Regions from separate parts of the Mus musculus genome. Here region 1 is linked to region 2. The links are chromatin contacts, called in public HiChIP or PLAC-seq maps. All regions are on one chromosome and are shown on one strand. The core of a region is the stretch at or near the end of the contact, and the rest is flanking DNA. Distances in the headings are between cores, read along the strand shown.

What was found. HiChIP or PLAC-seq counts read pairs in DNA pulled down with a chosen protein or histone mark.
Region 1: an H3K27ac HiChIP or PLAC-seq map of large pre-B cells shows a contact between it and region 2, with 2.8 times the contacts expected there. The contact joins two enhancer-like sites. A contact is called at or near these places in 2 of 115 datasets of contacts at active chromatin or transcription factors (epiblast stem cells and large pre-B cells).

What each region holds. Positions count from the first base shown.
Region 1 is chr7:110,953,986-110,959,392 of GRCm38.p6, reverse strand. All of the region lies in intron 1 of Mrvi1 (MRV integration site 1), which reads left to right. Among named protein-coding and RNA genes, the nearest start is that of Mrvi1, 26 kb to the left of the region's middle. Within about 2 kb of position 2,707, at least 90 of the 459 cell types and tissues checked have an H3K27ac peak or open chromatin away from gene starts, as enhancers often do.
Region 2 is chr7:110,154,480-110,159,791 of GRCm38.p6, reverse strand. No RefSeq gene overlaps it. Among named protein-coding and RNA genes, the nearest start is that of Wee1, 35 kb to the right of the region's middle. Within about 2 kb of position 2,016, at least 103 of the 459 cell types and tissues checked have an H3K27ac peak or open chromatin away from gene starts, as enhancers often do.

The sequences.
Region 1 (5,407 bases), core at 1,458-3,957, 800 kb before region 2:
CTGTCTCTGCCACTCCAGCGCTGGGATTAGAAGCATGGTCACCATGGCCAGCGCTTTTTTTTAAAACCTGGGTTCTGGGTATTTAACACAGGTCATCACATGCCTGTGTTGAAAACATCTATCTACTATGCTATCTCTCCAGCTTATTTTTTTGTTTGTTTCATTTTAAGACATCTTGCTATGTAACCTGGGCTAGCCTGGAACTCCTATTCCTTCTGCTTCTGCCTTCCAAACGCCGGGATTACAGGCATGAGCCACCATGCTGGGCTAGGAGACTCAGTTTTAATCCTGTGTCTTCGGACTGTGTGACTAGCATCTATGATACGGTTTGGTTCTTTTCATTTGTAAAATGGAGATACAGTTCCTTGTTGCATAGCCTCTATCGGTGCAGGATCCATGTGCCATCTGAGAATGAGATTTGGTCATAAGAATACGTGCCTCAAAAAGAGACTGTGGGTGCTGAGTGATTGCTGGACCTGTGCCACATTCCCACAGAAGCTTCCAGAAAGTGAGCTGTCTGCCCTGGGTTGGACTGGGTATGACATACGTGTGCAGGAAACAGAAGCTACAGGATGGCCAGTGGAGGTACCCACAGGTGCTTCCTCAGGCCAAGAAGACAGAGCATCCAGGAGAGGTCAGGGAAGGCTTCTGGGAGGGCACATCCCTCGAAGACTCACTGTGAAGCCCCAGGGGCTGGGTCAATGCTTGGTGCCTGGGATGGTTGCACCTGACATGCCTTGCTGAGGGATGGATGATTCAGACACCCATCCTAGACAGCATCTCCAAACCAGGTCCTGCATAGAGATCCCAGTGGGTACTTTCCAGAATGAAACTCAGAAGGGAGGTAAAGAAGGAGAGGGAGGGGGCAAAGGAGAAGCATGCTGGGAGTTGGGCAGTTGGGGAGAGTGATGGGAGGTACTGGGTTGAAAGTTTGTTTTAGTCTGTTACAGAGTTTTGAAGAAAGACTATTGCTACTGGTTTTCTGGGTTGACATTTTTCAGATCTTATGTGGACAAAATCCCTTTCTCCCCATCCTCTCTCCTATCCTAAGGAATGCTTGTTTTCAGGTGCAGATGTCCAAGCTCCACAAACATGCTGTTGTTGGCTTTGATCCAGATGCACACACTGGCTTCTGAGGGTCTGTGTGTGCAGTGCAGCCAGAACTGGGTTGGCACACTGGTATGTTGAGTCTAGTCCTCTGTCTGTAACAAGAGACAAGTGGTCCCAAGGGCCTACCTCACAGGAAATGAGTGACTCCAGGCACCAAGTGAGAGGACTTACAAGTGCCAGTCTGTCTCCATAGTGGAGAAAGGAATTGGGGCTTGGGTTTCAAGGTTATTTCCATCTTGCACACCCTGTGGCTGCCCTCTGTTGAGAAGGAGGTCCCAGGAGTGCCAGGGCAGTGGACACTGGGCTTCTGCATCCTCTGAGAACACCCCCCCCCATTCTCATGGGTGCCATGGCTAGCTCCCAGGGCCACTGGAGAGACCAGTGGGGATGATTAGAGACCCGCTGCAGGTCCTATTGCTAAGTTTGTCCTAAAAGTCAGTTTGCACAGAACCCCTGGGTAGAATGATGGGAGCCTGGAACTGAAAAGGAAAAGGCTCTGTGCTTTGAGAGGGCGCCATGATGGAATCCTCTGGGGGGAAATTTGCATGCACATGTGGCAGAAAACCCAGGAAACATGGTTGAATTAGTTATCTTTTTCACGCTGCGGACAAATACCTGCCAAGAAGCAATTTGAGGAGGAAGGATTTTTTTTTCTTTTTTCCAGCTTTGAGGATACCGTCCATCATGGTGGGAAAGGCAGATAGATGGGTGAGCAGAACTCTGAGGCAGCGGGCACATAGTGTCACACTCAGAGAGTGGAGAGTGAGCAGGGAGTTGGGCTGGCCCATATACCTGCAAGTGGGAGCCCCTGACACCCACTTACTTCAGTGAGTTTCTCCTCCCTAAAGGCTCCCTAACACTCTAAATGACACCACCAGCTGGGAGAGGAGTGTTCAGACATGTGAGCCCATAGGGGCATGTCACATTCAAAAGGGTGAAATGGAAAACTCAGAAGCTAGCCTGGGGAAGCCGTCTGGGAATGGAGTGAAAACAGCCACACCCCAGAATGTACATCAACCCAACTGGTACATGTTCAACATCTCTCCCGGAAGATGTAACATAGTGCTAGGTCCTCTCCACTTCTTGTGTGGGGAACTCCAGAAGCCATGATGGGGTCGCCAGTCCTGAGGGGGCAAGGGGGGCGGTCACAGATCCCAAGGTAGCCTCAGACCCAGGACTTTGAACATCCGTTTTGTGGAGTGTGTGACACTTTCTTTCCTCCACTCAGTCATTCAGCGTCCCAGGAAACCCTCAGAGGTGAGTTGCATGCTGGCCCTGAGGGTCAGGTCTCACTGTCTATAGGTGAGTCTGAAATGAAATAAAGCTGAGGAAGAGAAAGAAAGGATGTGGGCAGAAGGCCGGGCAAAAGTGTGTTAGCTACCGTTTTTCCTGTCAGTGTCACCAAATGCCTGATACGAAGCAACCTGAGGAAGAAATGATTTCTTTTGCAGGGACAGTCCGGTGGAGGAAGGTGAGGGTGGGGGTGAGGGTGGGGGTCAGGGGGTAGGAAGCATGGTGGTGTAGCTGCTCAGGCTGTGGTGGCAGGAGTGTGAGGGCAGGGACAGGAAGCAGAGACAAGAGAGGAAGCCAGATGGGACCATAAACCTCAAGGCCCACCCTCCAGAGATCAATCCACTTCCTTTAGCTGGGCCACAGGTCTCCACTGGTCCACAGCCTTCCAAAATAGCACTGCCAGTTTAGAGGCCAAGTATCTGAACCCAGAAGTCTGTGGTGGACACTTTTAGGTTCAAACCGGCACAAAGGAGGGCTTAGGTTGTCGGTGTTGTCCTTAGTTGAGTTAAGAGACACGGAAGTGTCTGCATGTACCCTTTCTTGAGCGCTTCCCGTCGATGATACCTACGGCAGTCGGTAGAAGGGGCCAAGTCCTCTTTTCCAGTCACAGCCTGAGAAGTTCATTCTCTGTCAGGATCTCTGAGCTTCAAGGCAGAGCTAGGAGGGAGCCAGGTTTATATCCCACTAAGATCACTGTCACCCTCTCTGTGCTGTGCTGTGCTGTGTGACTGCCATGGCTGCTGAGCTGTGTGTGAAGTGATGACGTTTCTGGGCATATGGTCATTGGCTTGAGAGGTACTTCCCTGATGCAAGACCCTGCCGCCATGAAGAAGTGAAGCCATACTTGGCAACCATACCTAGGCCCGGACATGGAGGAGCTGCCCCAGGGACCACACGGCCCTGGGGACAGAACTCTGTGTGTACCTGATGAGGTACTGCCAGCCTTTTGGAAGGACTGGGCTTTGCTTTGCTCCCTGGCCTTCCCGAGGGTGCTCTTGCTGGCACTGCTGCTGAGAATGAATTAGATTAATTTGTATGTGAAGCCCAGAGGAACATACTTGAGGGCATAAATCAGGGGTGGCAACTGGTAGCTGCAGTCTGAGTCCCCAGAGTCACATGTTTGGTCCTTGTGGTATTTCTATAATTTTTTTTTTTTTTTTGGTATTAGCTTTAACGTTTCTAAATCAGGTGATTTTATTTTTAGCACTAGAGTTTTGGCTTTTCTTGGAAACTGGAAGTGCTTGCCAACAAAAGATGATATTTCTTCCTGACCCCAAAATTGAATAGTAGCCGCTCTGGTTAAGTGACAGTTGCACTCTCTGTCACCACAGACTCCATCAATCCACAGAGGAGGCCCTGCCTTCATCTCACTTGCCTGGCCCCAGAAGGAGGTGTGTGTGTGTGTGCTATCTCTTCATGAACCCCATTTTCTCAGAAGCTGCTTCTCAACTAAAGCAAAGCCTCCTTCTCTATGTATTCCAGATTGGCTGTTGTTGATTCATTCAACAAACACTTAGAGAGTCGTTCTTCTGTGTTTGTCCCTGCACTGGACAGCATTGAGATATGAATATTTATGTCTTTATAGTGAATATTTATAAGAATATTCATTCATCATGAAAGTATGAATGAAATAAGTTCTTGCTATTGAGGCATTTCGATTCTAACAGAGCTGAGACCTATGCAAAGCTCCCTGGGAGAAGTCACAGTGGAACCTGTGAGCATGTCACCTGAAATACAAAAGGGTTCCTGCAGATGGAACCAAGCAGGGAATTACAAATGGGGAGATCACCTGGGTCACCTGCAGGGACAGATATAACACCAGAGTCACTAGAGTCCCTGCATTAGGGAGTACAAAGACAGAGACGGAAATGCACACATGGAGGCCAAGCTCAGAGGTCAGAGAAGAGGCCCGCTTCTTTGCAGGCTGGGAACAAGGAGAAGGGGTTGCCCCAGGAGGTGGTGGCTCAAGGCAGCCCCAGCAGCTAGAGGTGAGGAGATGGCTTCCTTCCCTTGAGCATCCTGGAAGACCACAGCTCTGCTAACACTCAGATTGTATTTATTTATTCTGAAATGTTGATATTTTTGTTTTATGTGAGTGTGGGTGTTTTGCCTGCATGTATGTCTGTGCTCTCCTTACATTCCTGATGTCCACAGAGGCCAGAAGAAGGTGTCAGATCTACATTTGGAGTTACAGATGGTTGTGGGTGCTGGGAGTTGAACCCAGGTTCTCTGAAAAGTAGCCAGCACTGCTAACTGATGAGCCGTTTTCCCAGCCCATCCGCAATACCAAGATCTTAGCGAACAGAAAGGGAAGTTACCTCTCAATATGAGCATTGTAAGATAATAAATTGGTGTTGTTTTACATCACCACATTAGTGGTGATTGGTTGTAACAGCAGTGAAAAAAAAGAGGAAAGGAACCACTTTTCCTATGGTAAAGAAGAGGAATGGCTTAGAAGGAGGGGGTGTTAGAATTGGGTTCTGAAGGACGAATAGGAGATTTTCAGGGACCAAAGGACCAAAAGCAGTTCAGGCAGAGGGGAGAAGATGTGTGCAAAGGTTATCAAAGATGCAGTGAGCATCCCCAAGGGTAGCCATTTGTTAGACACTGTGGTCAGAACATATAGCTTCTGTGGTACTTCCAGGAGGACTTGTCTAAAGGCAACTGGAAGGCTCACAGCCAGGGTGATAGTGTTCTGTGTGCACCAGATAGGGATAAAAGCCAGGCTAGCCTAGCTTCAGAGCATGCAGCAAACACTACACCTGGCACTCTGGGAGAAGAGGTGGCACTCAGCTCTGTTTGCAGAAGCGCCTATTACTGCTAAGTGGATGTCACTAATGACAGCAGAGATGAGGTGGACAGTGGCCTGTCAGTGACCGTTCTCCTCTGGAGAGCACAGGTCCTAGTGAGACTTAACAAGACTCCAAGAGAGTGGCCGAGGAGTGACGCCCTTCAGTTTCAGCTAACGTAGTCTATCTGTACTGGTGTGTGTGTGTGTGTGTGT
Region 2 (5,312 bases), core at 767-3,266:
TTCTTCTGGAGACCTCGGGGATCTGCATGCATGTGCTAATGCAAATACGCACACATACGTATACAAATACATTTGATTTAATTTTTTAGGGGAAGTGATTTTAGGGTTTCTCTCATAGCCCTGGCTATTCTAGAACTCACTCTGTAGACCAGACTGGCCTCGAATTCAGAGACCTGTTTGCCTCTGCCTCTCGAGTGGTGGGATTAAGACATGTGCTGCCACCACCCAACAAATTTAATTTAAAAGTAAAATAGACAAAACCAGGCATAGTGGCATCAGCCTGCAAACTCAGGGGAGACAGGAAGACCCAGAATTCCAGGTCATTGCTAGCTATGTAACAAGTTCAAATCTAGCTTGGGCAACATAAGAGCCTGTCTTCATACCACCAGCAGCCTTTAAAAAAAAAAGATTAAATAGATAAATAGGAAGTCAGTTCTTGGAAGTCCTGTACTTAAAGGTTTCCCTGTCTACCAATATAAAAGCTGAGGTTTTCCCAGGCCCTAGGTCACCAGCCTCACCATATCTCTGACCTCCGACTTTCCCTTTAACACCCCTCTAGGCTGCCTTAGTGTTTCTCAAGCCATTCAGGCCACTGGCTCGTCATTCTGTGTTCCATACAGTGGAAGGAGAGAACTGGTCCCTGCAAGTGGTCCTCTGACATCTGCAACAGCTGCCATGGCTGTAGCACTACACAAACACACACACTCACACAAACACACACACACACTCTCTCTCACACACACACATACTCACTCTCACACACACCTACACATATGCTCACACATACTCACATGTACATACTCACACATTCACACATACACATGCTCACATACACCACACACACATTTGTGCACACACACTCATACACACATTCACATATGTTTATACACATATACACAAATTCTCACACATACACGCATGCGCACACACACACACTCTCTAAGCAGATATGTTTAGATAAACTGTGTGTCTGCTCTATGTTCTATTTCTCAGCAGAACTCTAGTACAGGCTGTGTCATCTCATGGACAGAGTGAGTCTTGGTTTTCAGGCAGTGTGTCCTTCTCTCTCCATGGGTGTCTTTCTCACCACACTCCCTTTCCCCTATCAATGATCTGAATACTGCCATTCTCAGGACTCCTTCTTGAATCTGTATGTCATGTTAAAAATCTGTCTCAGATTACCTCACACCCAACAATTCCCCAAATGGCCGTGAGACCCAAATCCAACTCCGGGCCTTACAAAGCTGATTTCCCAAAATGCCTAGTGAACTTAAACTTGACATGGCCAAAACTGAATTTTCTAAGGTGGCAGAATAGCTCAGTCCCAGAGAGCTTGCCTGGAATACCCAAAGCCATGGATTTGGTCTGTAGCATTGAGGAAAAGGCAAACAGAAGTAGGGGCTTGGGATGTGATTCAGTGGGTGAAGTGCTAGCCTCGTTTGTGCAAAGCCCTGTGTTTGGTTGGTCCCAAGCACTGCATAAAAGGCAAGCTGTCACGAGCCTGCAACGGAAATATTGACTTATGATGTGAATATGGAAATGTCTCAAGTTCAAGGTAAGGACTGGAAGGATGGCTCAATGATTTAGGGGTACTTTCTACTCTGCCAGAGCACTTGAGTTTGATTCCCAGCTGCCAGTGTCCCATACTGCCTGTAGCTCTAGCTCCTGGGGAGCTGATCCAGTCTTCTGGCCTCTGGCAGCACTTGGACACATGTGGCTCTCTCTGTCTCTCTGACTCTCTCTGTGTCTCTCTGTCTCTTTCTCTGTCTCTCTCTCTCAAGAGATGCATACACATAAATGGTACTTTAGTAGAGTTTTTTAAAATGAAGTCCAATCTCACCCTTGGCTGCATATCGAGTGCAAACCCAGCCTCAGCTATATGAGGCTTTGACTTCAGAGACAGATTAGCAAAATGGAGCTTTTGGTTCTCTAGCCTAAATTCTCCTTTCTCTTCATTCAGACATGTTGTCACTTGTCACATAGCAGGGTATAAGTAAGGCCAACAGATGTTTCCTCTCCTAGATGGAGGAGGAAGTTTGAACGGCATTCATTATTACCAGTTTAAGGTGTGGTGAGCAGTCGTGAATGTCCGTTTTGTCAGCAAGCTCCTGACTATAAGAACACTTATCCTGTTTTCCCTTTAAAGTCCTAAGATGTTCAACTGTGAATTCCTGTACTGTGAACTGTGGATGACTTCAGCAGGAAGTGCTGAACCTCCTCCAGCTGCCCGCCTCAGGCTGACAGGAGTCACTGAAGTCACACCTTTAGAAATGGGTATTGCCTCTCTGTACTACTAGCTGTTAAGACAGTCTGAGTCACGGGTGAAGTTCAGGACAGATGTCTGTCCTCTGAAGACACTCCAGGAATTTCCTTGGGTGGGTTTCTCTCTGCACTGTGGGCTGTCTCAGGCAGACACCAGTACTTACATAAATGGATCGGGAGTGTCCTGAGAAGGAAGGCTCTGATAAAGAAACTTCAAAGTCCCACCACTGCAGCTCCTCATGGGTCCTGCTGACAGGGAAGGGTACCGAATAATCTGACTCTTGGAATGAATGAAGCTTTGAGAACCTTAACAGAAACCACTTGATTGACATTGAGGGGCAACCCCTGAGTGTAGGCTGTGAACACATCCCGGGTGCACTGTCTGGTTCTCTGGTTCTCTCTGCAGGCTGCAGCAGGAACCCTCAGTGAGCCAACCGCCAGCAGCTCCTCGCCTTTCTGGACCCCACCTTTATCTGCAGAGTGGGATCTGCTCTGGCTTGGCTCCTTGCCACCTGTCATGAGATCTGAGGAGCCCTCTTAGTTCAAGTGCCTGCCATTGGCCCTGGACTAGACAGCTATGCTATGGGGACATGGTCACATAGTATTATGATTGTACTGAAGTGGGGGGAGCAGAAGGGGGAAGAAAAACAGAGACAGTGAGACAAGGAGAGGGAGGGAGAGAGAGACAGAGAGAGAGACTTTACTAATACAAGGTCAAATGACTGAACAGAGATAAAATGTTGCGGACACTACCAAATGATCTTGGGCTATTTTTAGTCCCCTTGAAAGCCATTCATTGTCTACCCCTATGTCTGACCTAATCTTGTGACTATTCACACCTTAAAAATGTATTCTCAGCACTAGCTTCCACCAATCTAAAAGCTAAGAATGTCACCAGATGGCTGTAAGGCCCATGACAGATTACCCCACTTTGCTGTCACCCACTCACCTGATGTTTCCACCACTGTAATGTGTGTGTGTGTGTGTGTGTATGTGTTTGCATGTGCACATGGGTTTTCTACCTGCATGTATGTGTGTGCGTGCGTACACACGCACGCACTCACGTACATACACATGGGTGTTTCACTTGTATGTATATCTGTGGAGCCCAGAAGAAGGCAGTAGATGCCCTGAGTCTAGAGTTACAGAGGACTGTGAGCCCCCATGTGAGTGCTAGGAATCAAATCTGCATGATGGAGGAGCATCCAGTGCTCTTAACTGCCAAGGAGCCCCTCCAACCTCTCCACCAATATACTTTAAAGCTGCCTTCACTTAAGGGCTGGGGTTATAACTCAGTTGGCAGAGTGCTTGCCTAGCATACATGAAGCTCTGTGTTCAATCCCGACCACTACAGAAATGGGGGATGGTTTGACTTCTATACCTATAATCCCATCACTCGGAAAACCAACCCCTACAAATTGACCTCTGACTCCCACATGTGTGCGGTGGCCTGTACTTGAACATACAAATTAAATAAATAAAATGTAAAAACTTTTTTTAATCTTTGAGATTTTCTTACTGTGACCCTGGTCGGTCTGGAACTCACTATATAAACCAGGCTGGCCTCAAATTCACAATGGTCTGTCTACCTCTGCCTCCCAAGTGCTGTGGTTAAAGTCTGCCACCATGCCCAGTGAATTAGGACCAGAGAGATGGCTCAGTGGTTAAGAGCACTGTTGCTCCTGCAGAGGACCCAGGTCTGAGTCCCAGCACCCACGAGGTGACTCAAAGCAGCCAGTGCAGGGATCTGATCCCCGCCTCTGGCCTCCAAAACCACGGCATGTTTTTTTGCACACAGAGACAAGCAGGCACACACATACACATAAAATAAAAATGAGTAAATCTTTTGTTGATGTTGTTTTTGAGACATGTTTTTTTCTGTGTAGCCCTGGCTGTCCTATAACTCACACTGTAGACTAGGCTGTCCTCAAACTCAGAGATTTGCCTGCCCCTGCTTCCAGAATGCTGGAATTAAAAGCATTCCTTGCCACTACCACCTAGCAAGTAAATCTTTTAAAAATAAAGCAACTGTAAACAGATCTACCTGTTATACCACACCTTTCCAACTCTATGCTGACATAACGCAGGTGCTTGCTGGTTTTTTGTGACAACATTCTTCATAATAGCTAAGTCACCAGCGTAGGCGCCCCGGTAATATGTTTTCTCTTATGCAGTTCTACATTTTCTTTTTTCTTTTAAAGATTTATTCATTTATTTTGTGTTTGTGAGTACACTGTTGGTGTCTTTGATCACATCACAAGAGAGAATCAGATCCCATTACAAATGGTTATGAGCCACCATGTGGTTGCTGAGAATTGAACTCAGGACCTCTGGAAGAGCACTCAGTGCTCTTAACCACTGAGTCATCTCTGCAGCCCCTCTAGATTTTCTTTAGATGTATAAAATCACGTATGGACCTATGATAGAAAGAATGAAGCTGTCTAGGGAAAGAAAGGGGACTGTCGAGGGAAGCACATGAGGTGGCGAGGGGACTGCGGGTACGTGTTCAATGTACATAATATTCGCCTATATGAATCTGTCCTTACACAGAGTAGTGCCAGGTGCAATGAACATGCATGTGGATTTTTTTTTTTTTTGAGACAAGATCTCATGTAGCAGAGGCTGTTTTAGGATGACCTGAACTCCCTATATTCCTGCCTCTACTTCCCAAGTTCTAAGATTATAGATGTGTGACATCATAGAAAATGACAATCTAAAAAATAAGATGGCAGAGGCAGGAGGATCTTTGTCCGTTCTAAGCTAGCCTGGTCTACAAAGGGGCTCCAGGATAGTCAGGGCTACATAGAACCTAGACCTTGCATCCACCCAGTCTGTCACACACACACACACACACACACACACACACACACACACACACATGCACGCGCACAAGAGAGAGAGAGAGACTCAGTGTTGCGTTGGTAGCACTCGCCTCTCTGTGGAGCTCTGAGGGCTTCACAGCTGCTCTTCAGTGCCTCAGGTGAATCTCTGGGCCAGAGACTGGTGAGTGTTGAATCAGCCACAGCGTTCTGAGCTCCCTGGAAATGAAT